Linked DNA regions of Mus musculus: all the other regions are linked to region 1. The links are chromatin contacts, called in public HiChIP or PLAC-seq and promoter capture Hi-C maps. All regions are on one chromosome and are shown on one strand. The core of a region is the stretch at or near the end of the contact, and the rest is flanking DNA. Distances in the headings are between cores, read along the strand shown.

Region 1 (3,033 bases), core at 384-2,883:
AGCTGGATTAAAAGTGTGCACCACTATGCCTGGCAGGAAGAGGGTACCCTTTTCTTATCTGTGATTTTGTTTTTAGACACAGGCTCATGTAGCCCAGGCTGGCCTCCACCTCACCACACACTGTGGCTGGTCTCAAGTTCTTGATCTTCCCACCTTCACTCACAAAGTGCTAACATAACAGGTATGAGCCACACTCTTAAAGAAATGCTTTTCTTACAGTTGGCCTTCGTCTCCAAAGCTACAATAACTAATTCAAACCTGATGCTAAAATATGTGTTGAAATGAATGAAATCAGCAAGGCACATTGTATTAGTCAGGGTTCTCTCGCTCCACTCCCTGAGCCAAGCATATTCAAACCACCACACACAAGTCACAATTTTAGTTACTGAGGTTAGTGACCAAAATCACAAATACAAAATGGGTGTATTAGCACATGCCTGTAATCTCAGTACTTGGAAAGTGGAGGCAGGAGAATCGGATCAGGACTTAAGACCCCTGTCTCAAAATAAACAAACAAAGGAAAAGTAGCATATACATGTACAATTCTGTGCATGAAGAACTGTACCCCCCGTCCCCATTTTGAAGCAGGACTTCCTTGTCCTGTGTCCTGACTGACCCAGAGCTCACTACATACAATACACCAAGCTGGCCTGGAACAACTTCTTGCCTTAAGGGGGCTGAAATTCCAGGAGTGAGCCACCCACAGCGGGTTAGCTCGCTCTTTTTAGACAATGGCCAGGACACATTGAACTCCTGGGCTCAAAAGATCCTGCCTCTGCCACCTGAGTCTCCAGACTCGCAAGACTTCTTTCTGGCTTATCAGCTTCAGCGTCTTTCCACCTGCAGCCATTTGAGCTTGACCCACATACACAGAACTTGAGAAGGCAACTAGGTCTCCAACACTGGTCTCGGAGACAAGGTCACCCACGGCGTCCTTCCTCTTCCCCTAGCTTCTCCAGCTTTCCCAGGCCCGAGTGCTGGGCCAGCCAGGCCAGAGGGCCCGGGTCCTCACCTTCGAGGTGTTGCACAGGAATCGGGTCTCGTACTCCTCGTTCATAGTGATCACCCCGCGCACGTTCTCGTCCAGTACCAGCTGCCGAGGCAAAGAGGAGGCTCAGCGAGGGCCGCGGGGCGCCCGCAGAGGCCCTGGGCCCGCTCCCGGCCCGGCCCGGCCCGGCCCGGCGGTCTCTCACCCGGCGCGTCATGTTCTTCAGCGGCAGCGCGCCCAGCAGAACCGTGTGGTCGATGCGGTGGTACCAGTCGCGGTGCGCCGGGCCGCGCACCCTCCCCCGGACACTGTGTAGAGCAGCGTCGGGTAGAAGAGCACCCGGGCCAGGCCGGCCTCCAGCCACGCGGAGGCCGCCATCCCGCCCCACCCCGCCAGGCGCAGTGGCGAGGCGCCCCACCCCGCCAGGCGCAGCGGCCAGCCACCGGCCCCGGGGCTCGCGACCAGCCACCGCGAGAAGGACGCGGAGGACGAGAGCTGAGGGCCACCTGATGCCTCCCGACTCTTCGAAGCTGAGTCCCCGGAGTCCCGGCCCTGCCCGAGGGATCCCGGAACAGGAGCCATGGCTCCAAAGGAGAGGCGCCGCGAGGCGCGGCGAGGGGTCGGGTGGAGGGAGTGGAATGGCAAGATCGGGTGAAACTGTGACCCTGCCTAAGGAGCAGGGCCGGCTCTCCAACCCCTGACCTTAGGGAGGGGCCGTGACCCCGGAGTGCACCCATCACTAAGGAGGAGGCTCAGCAGAGAGGCTCCTCTAAACAGGGAAGGCCCTGGAGAAGCCGAGTCTGCCTGTAAAAAAAGCGGTGGTTGTCAGCTGCTCTTGGGGGAGCAGGGAACCTGAACTTGAACCTAGGTGGTGGTCTACTGCCCTGTGTCTGTCTGTCTGTGTCTGTCTCTCTGTCTCTCTGTCTTTCCCCGCCCCCCCCCCTCTCCTTTTTTAAAACCAGGTCACACTATGAAGCCCTAAATGTCTTCTACTGGCTATGTAGCTAGCTCCAGGACACACAAAGGAACCCTGTCTCAAAAAAAAAAAAAAAAAAAAAAAAGTGTGTGTGTTGGGTGCTTTGCCTGCCTGTATGACATCACCTGGGTGCAAAGTCCAAGGAGTCCAAAGAGGATGTTGGAACCCATGGGACTGGAGCGTGACTCGGAGAGAAAGCTGGAGAATGCTGGAAATCAAACCAGGGTTCCCTGGAAGAGTAGCCAGTGCTCTTAACTGCTTAAATATTTCTCCAGCCACAAGAAAATACTCTTAACCTGTATCTGCTGCTTTTCCCCTCCTTTTTGGTTTTGATTTGGGGTGATTTGTTTGTTCGTTTTTCAAGATAGGGTTTCTTTGTGTAGCCCTGGCTGTCTTGGAACTCTCTTGTAGACCAGGCAGCCCTTGAACTCAGAGATTCACCTGTCCCTGCCTCCTGAGTTCTGGGATTAAAGACATGTGCTACCACTGTCTGTCATCTTTTTCCTCCTTTTAAAAAAGAGATATATTTTATTCTTATCAAAGAAATACTCGTAATAATACCCAAGAAGGAAAGAGTAGGTTGAGAGGAGTTTGGAGGGTGGGGATGAATTTTATCAAAGTGCATTAATACATGTATGAGATCCTCAAAGAATTAACAAGTATTAAATTTAAAATGGAACGTGTAGAGCTGGAGAGATGGCTCAGAGGGTAAGAGCACCAACTGTTCTTCCATAGGTCCTGAGTTCAATTCCTAACAACCACATGGTAGCTCACATCCATCTGTAATGGGATCTGATGCCCTCTTCTAGTGTGTCTGACAGCTACAGTGTACTCACATACATAAAATAAATAAATCTTAAAAAAAAAAAAAGGTAAGGAAAAATAGCCCATTTACTTTAAATCGATAAGTGAAGCAGACATGCCATTTTCAGTGTGGGGATTGGAAAGTATAGTAAGAATTGAGTCTGCCATCATGGTGACACACCCCTTAATCCCAGCACTCAGGAGGCAGAGGCAGGTTGATCTCTGAGTTAAAAACCAGTCTGGTCTATATAGAGAGTTCCAGGCC
Region 2 (3,033 bases), core at 212-2,711, 580 kb after region 1:
TAGAGTTTATAGTGAATTTCAGGGTACGATTTCTGGTTAGTCTGGTTACTCGAGCAGCCCTGCATTGTCCCTAAGGCGAGCAGACCTGAATGGCAGCAACATGGAGACTGTTATTGGACACGGGCTTAAGACCACTGACGGGCTGGCAGTGGACTGGGTTGCCAGAAACCTGTACTGGACAGATACCGGCCGAAATACCATCGAAGCATCTCGGCTAGATGGATCCTGTCGCAAAGTGCTAATCAACAACAGTCTAGACGAGCCCCGGGCCATTGCTGTTTTCCCCAGAAAGGGGTAAGTTCATGTCTAGCGGGAAAGAGTTCCAGTCTAGAAGGGACTGGTAGAAAAGCAGCTCCCAGAATGTGTTTACAGATTAATGGGTGGGTGGTAGCCACTATATTCTGCCAATCTCTTTGTGACAATGGCGCTATTGTATCTTAGGTACCTCTTCTGGACAGACTGGGGCCACATTGCCAAGATTGAACGGGCAAACCTGGATGGCTCTGAGAGGAAGGTCCTCATCAACACAGACCTAGGCTGGCCCAACGGCCTCACCTTGGACTATGATACCCGCAGGTGAGGACCCTGGTCCAGACAGCTGCCTGGGAATAGAGGGCGGGCCAAGGAGAGCACAGAGGTTGGCATGGGGGTGGGGGGGGGAGAAAATATGGAAAATCCCTGGACAGATGAGGAAGAGGAAACAGGGAAAGGGGTAAGACAATGCAGTCAGGCCGGGCGTGGTGGCGCACGCCTTTAATCCCAGCACTCGGGAGGCAGAGGCAGGCGGATTTCTGAGTTCAAGGCCAACCTGGTCTACAGAGTGAGTTCCAGGACAGCCAGGGCTACACAGAGAAACCCTGTCTCGAAAAACCAAAATAAATTAAAAAAAAAAAAAAAAAAAGACAATGCAGTCAGCACCAGGCTTGCTGAATCCAGCCCTGAGCCTTCAGTGGCTTTGGTCTCCTTGGTTTGCAAGTTCTGAGGATTATCAGTAGACAGACTGTGTCCTATTTTACATATCCATTTAGGGTCTTAGATTTGTGGCTTACCTGCAGAAGCAATAGGCTCTGGGATTGGTAATTTCTCCTCTAGATTAGGGTGAAAAAAAGGGAAGGGCAGAGGAGGGTGACTTCCCCTTCCTGCCCCCGGAGGAAAAGAATTAAGGTCAGGTCACCTGGAGAGTTGGTAGGGTGACCTCTTCTTTTAACCTTGGTTAGGTAGGGCCACATGGCCTGAACCCTTTCTGAAGACCATTTATAAAACTGTGGGCTTAGATTTCCGGCTAGGACCCAAAGGGTGATCAAGTTGCCAAGGAAAGGCTGCGGGTGGTCCTAAATTCTCTGTGTCCCCACAGCTTCAGGTTCCCTGCTTATGAGTTACATTCTGTTCTTTAGCTGTGGGGCTCATGGTGACCTCTCGTCAGGAGTGTTTCCTGACTGCGCCTGCCAGTTCAGCTTGGGGAGGAACAGGAAGCACCTTATGGGGAAGAACCATCTGCCCCACCCCCTTCTCTTTCTCTTCTCAGGATCTACTGGGTAGATGCACATCTGGATCGGATCGAGAGTGCTGACCTCAATGGGAAGCTGAGGCAGGTCTTGGTCAGCCATGTGTCCCACCCCTTTGCCCTCACACAGGTACTGGCTCAGGAGAGAGGTAACTAGACCTCCCTGACTAGGGTGTTTCCTGGGGATCCTAAGCCACTTAGAGAGTACTCTGCTATCCTGGCCCAGCACTTCCGTGTTCTGTCATTTGAAGGCCTGGCTCTCAAAAAGAGGTGCAACTTGTGCCGGGGCCCTGGCTATAGAGAAGTTGCTTTGTGATGACTGAGCCCAGGAACATGGCATTTTGATAAGTTCCCCTGGTGAATCTACTGCTGTGCTTTTAGCTCACTTAAGTTAAAGTTTGTTAGAATGGCTAAAAGTGAGAGATTTGATGTGGCCAGCTATTTGGTGTTTGCATGCCTTCACAATGAGCCTGAAGCCTACTTGGATAAATAACAGGACACGGGACCTCTGTAGGCTGTAGTTACCTATAAAACAAGTTGGTTTAACAGTGACATGCACTTGAAGTATGCACTAGTGTCAACATAGGACGTAGCCCTCTGCGAACACGAGACATACTGTATTAATTGCTTACTGACAACAGCAAATTAAGGAAGGGAAGGTTTATTCTGGCTCACAGTTCAAAGGTTCAGTCCATCATAACAGAGAAGACATGACGGCAGGAGCAGGAGGCAGCTGGTCACAGTGTAATGCAGTCAGGAGGCAGACATTGGTGCATGCTGTGCCTGGCTACCTCTCCTTTTTAGTCCCATCCAGGACCACAGCCTGCTCACATTTAAAGTGAATCTTCTCACCTTAATTAACTTACTCTAGCAACCGCTCTGGCATGCCTTGAAGTTTTTTCCATGATGATCTCTAAATCCCATCAACTTGACATTCACAATTAACCACCAAGTCGGTGAGGTGGCTTATAGGTCTCTGAGTTCAAGGCTGGACTGGTCTGTGCTGGCAGGATCCTTAGTAAGACTCTGTCTCAAGTTAAAACAGAGATCTGCCATCACATGTAACTAGTTCAATTACTCCTAACCTTATCTGGGATAGTTCAACACAACAGGTAACCTGAAGGAACTATGTGGCAGTGATGGTTGTAATCCCAGCAACTTGGAGGTGAGGCAGGAGGATTCAAGGTTATCCCCAACTACATAGCTAGTTTGATGCTAGGTTGGGCTATATGAGACCATGTCTAAAAAAAAAAAAAAGAAAAGAAAAGAAAGGAAGGAAGGAAGGAAGGAAAGAATAAGAAAGAAAAGAAGAGAAAAAAGAGAAGGAAAGAATTTGGGATAAGATAATGAACACTGAGTCTAAAAGAGATTCTCAGACACTGAGAAGTTCTCCCTGCTTGGCGAGCATCACCCTTTTTTTTTTTTTCTATTTTTAAGTGTTGGAGATTGAACCTGTAGCACTCTGCCACAGAACTACACCCTCAACCCTGTACTGTGTATTTGATGTTTACCCACCACAAAGGGTTTAT
Region 3 (3,033 bases), core at 297-2,796, 550 kb after region 1:
AAAATCTGTTTATTCCATGTTTATTTGTGGCTTTTATTTTATTTTATTTTTTATTTTCTGTAACATATTAAGAAACTCAGTTAAGCCTGCCCATGCAGCTGTTGATCCCAGCTACTTGGGAGGCCAAAGTAGAAGACTTTCAAGTTTAAGACCTGCCTGCCCTACAGAGTAAGTTCCAGGCCAGCAACTTTATAAAACCCTGAACCTTGTATTAAAATAAAAAGTAAAATGAGGTCTGAGATGTGGTTTAGTGGGTTTAACCCCCAGTGCTACTTTTCCCTTAAGGAAAAAAAAAAGAAAGAAAGAAAGCGAATTGCACAAAGTCATGTGCCTGCTTGATGGAACCCAAGGTCTGCTTGTCTGCTCCAGGTCAGGCATTTACCCTTTTGCACTCTTCCATTTTATCCCTTCTTCCTATCTGTCTTTCTTTCTGGATGTCCCTCCAGGTCTACCTCTGTTCTGATTGTATGGTACTATCCATATTTCTCCACCTTTGCTGACTTATGGGTCAGTTTACAGGGACAAGGAGCATCCCGTGCACTGCTGGGGTACTTAGCTGCATCCCTGGCTTCTAGAAGCTCAGGCATCCTGGAGCACTGAAGGATGGTCCCCTAAAGGACAAAGCTGTTCCTCTTCTCCTGCTGAAACTTACTAACTAAGCCTTAAGTTCTCTCTGCAGCTTCTCCACGAAGGAGAGTTGTGTGCCAGAAGCATCCTTGCATGGAATTGTCCACGCTGCTGAATCTGGCCCAGGGTTCCGTAAAGATGTGCGTGTACTTCACTGAGCCAGTGTTCCTCAGGCTCTGCTGTCTCAGGTCTTAGTGAGAGATGTCCTTATTCCTCAGTCTAGGAACTGAGAAGAGCAGGCAACTGGGCAGTTGCCCTGGGCAACGGGACCTTCTGAGTTTCTCTGGGGAAGAACCCTCCAGTCTTTTGTAGAAAGACAGACATTGGGCTTGAAGTGAGGGCTTCCTATGAGGAAGGCAAAGCTGTTGTCCCTCCTAAAAGGACTCTGCTTGCCTTCAGAAGGAAATTCTGCATCTTTCCTGGGATAACTTTATCTCTTACGTGTAGACAATTGAGAGAAGGCTAGAAATATACATTTGGGCATAGCTTGAGAGGCTGGCTCACAGATGTCAAAGGCTGATTGGCCATCCATCTATTCAGCCATCCATTGCAGGTTAGGAAGCTTTGCCTTAACCTCACACCTTTGGGAGAGAAGTAGGAAGACTGGGGAGGCGTAGAGACCAATAGTAAAGGAACAGGAGTGGCAATGTACAGCTGACCCTTCCCAGTTCCAGCCCAGGCTGAAGGCAGGGCCCAGCTAATGGGAGGAAGAGAGGAAAGCTAGGGACGAGATGAGCAACAAGGCAGGCCCCCTCCTTCCACAGCTGCAGCAGCTCAGCGGGTTAGATGAATAATCTGAGGGGGGAGAGTGACCCTAGAAGAACCCTTTGTTCCAGCTGAGGCTGGAGCAGGGGCACCGAGCCATTCACACGCCATCCCAGGGCATCCTGCTGGGTACTCTGGGGAGGGGGCACTGCAGCCAGTCATGGGACTTGGCCAGGCAGATAGCTTGATGCTCAATGGGGAAGCCAGCTGCATGCTGCTGAGGCTGGGGGAGGGGCTGCGTCCACCGGCCTTCCTGCAGGCCTTGGTCTGTCTCACAGACTGGAAGGCACTGACTGGAGCACTGGCTGGTCCTGGTTAGTCTGTCCTGAGGTGGCTTGATCTTGTCACCCCTTGCCCCGAAAAGTAAAATCTGATGATAGGACTCGCAAGCTCCTTCGTGCCTCCCCACCTGGATTCCTTGACATCGAGAGGCACCGTGATCTGGTTTCACCGTTCTAGCTTGCGTCAGTGCTTGAGGCTGCAAGGTGGAGGAAGGTTTACTTGTGTCTCAGTTTTCTAATTTTGGAAGAAAGCATATAGAGGTGTCTTGGTAGGTGGCGGCTGTCCCCCACTCTTGTTCTGAGCACAACATCCCTTGGTGGCTTTATTTGTCTCCTGGCCTTCAGAGATGCTGTGTAAAGATGCCATAGACGGGGCCACGAGGCTCTCTGTGAACCCAAAGTCCGAAGCTGTCTTTGGGATCATATCTGCCCTGGCAGAGGAAGGAAATCTGAGTGACAATTCCCTTGGGTTTTTCTCCTCCCCAACCCTGTTGGCTTTGGGTGGACAGGCATCAATGCCCTCTTTTTCCTATTCTTTCTGCCCAGGAATAGCCAGCAGTCTGGAGTGTGCATGTGGTCGGAGCCACTTCACATGTGCGGTGAGCGCGCTTGGCGAATGTACCTGTATCCCCGCCCAGTGGCAGTGTGATGGAGACAATGACTGTGGAGACCACAGCGATGAGGATGGCTGTAGTAAGTAGCATCCCTGGGTTAGCAGGAGGAGATAAAGGATGAACCAAGGAGTGTTTTATGCTTGCCTGCCTTGTGTCCAACTTAGAGTTGGGCTCTTGCAAGGGTGACCGGATGTGGAGAGAGACATCGCTTCTTCACATGTACACATTTAAAAACTTGTATTTCTATTGGGTAGATCATGCCTCTAACCCCAATAAGCACACACTTTGAAGCGTTGCAAAAGGGCCCGCATGGTGGCTCACACCTTTAATCCTAGCACTTGGGAGGCAGAGACGGGCAGATCTCTTGAGTTCGCACCCAGTCTGGTCTATAATGTGAGTTCCAAGATGGCTGGAGCTAGAGAAACCCCTGTCCAAAAAAAAAAAAAAAAGTGAGAAAGAGAGAAAAGAAAAAGAAAGAAAAAAGAAAAGAAAAAGAAAACAAGAAAAAGAAAGAAAGGAAAAGCAAACTTGGAAAAGGCATAAAAGAAAATACCCTTAAAGACATAAATAGACATTATTAAACAGCTCTCCTTGTATTTGTGAATTCTGTGTGCATGATACATGCATACTTTTAAATTTTTTCTGTGCTATACATAGGTGCAGATTGTTTTCATTATATTTTAATACTCTGTATAGTCAAAAATATTAAATAAGATAAGCTTTGTAAGAAATCTTATGTTTGGGTG

What was found. Promoter capture Hi-C pulls out the DNA fragments that hold promoters and counts their contacts. HiChIP or PLAC-seq counts read pairs in DNA pulled down with a chosen protein or histone mark.
Region 2: an H3K27ac HiChIP or PLAC-seq map of bone marrow-derived dendritic cells shows a contact between it and region 1, with 5 times the contacts expected there. The contact joins the enhancer-like site here to the promoter of Ptpmt1 in region 1. A contact is called at or near these places in 5 of 39 promoter capture datasets (the C10 cell line, cranial neural crest, liver and 2 more), 4 of 115 datasets of contacts at active chromatin or transcription factors (bone marrow-derived dendritic cells, embryonic stem cells, large pre-B cells and 1 more) and 1 of 9 other capture datasets (liver).
Region 3: a contact with region 1 is called in a promoter capture Hi-C map of cranial neural crest. The contact joins the enhancer-like site here to the promoter of Ptpmt1 in region 1. A contact is called at or near these places in 7 of 39 promoter capture datasets (3T3-L1-derived adipocytes, the C10 cell line, cranial neural crest and 4 more) and 2 of 9 other capture datasets (liver and pancreatic islet).

Annotation. Positions count from the first base shown.
Region 1 is chr2:90,916,417-90,919,449 of GRCm38.p6, forward strand. Ptpmt1 (protein tyrosine phosphatase, mitochondrial 1) reads right to left here and starts at 1,634. Exons shown (of 5, transcript NM_025576.2): 1 at 1,296-1,634; 2 at 1,194-1,293; 3 at 1,013-1,093. The coding sequence starts at 1,570.
Region 2 is chr2:91,496,815-91,499,847 of GRCm38.p6, forward strand. It overlaps Lrp4 (low density lipoprotein receptor-related protein 4), which reads left to right. Exons shown (of 38, transcript NM_172668.3): 29 at 76-294; 30 at 442-576; 31 at 1,526-1,634. Among named protein-coding and RNA genes, the nearest start is that of Ckap5, 28 kb to the right of the region's middle. Within about 2 kb of position 1,462, at least 52 of the 459 cell types and tissues checked have an H3K27ac peak or open chromatin away from gene starts, as enhancers often do. A contact at or near this core is called in bone marrow-derived dendritic cells and neutrophils, where this site is marked.
Region 3 is chr2:91,468,910-91,471,942 of GRCm38.p6, forward strand. It overlaps Lrp4 (low density lipoprotein receptor-related protein 4), which reads left to right. Exons shown (of 38, transcript NM_172668.3): 2 at 2,220-2,366. Among named protein-coding and RNA genes, the nearest start is that of Lrp4, 13 kb to the left of the region's middle. Within about 2 kb of position 1,547, at least 55 of the 459 cell types and tissues checked have an H3K27ac peak or open chromatin away from gene starts, as enhancers often do.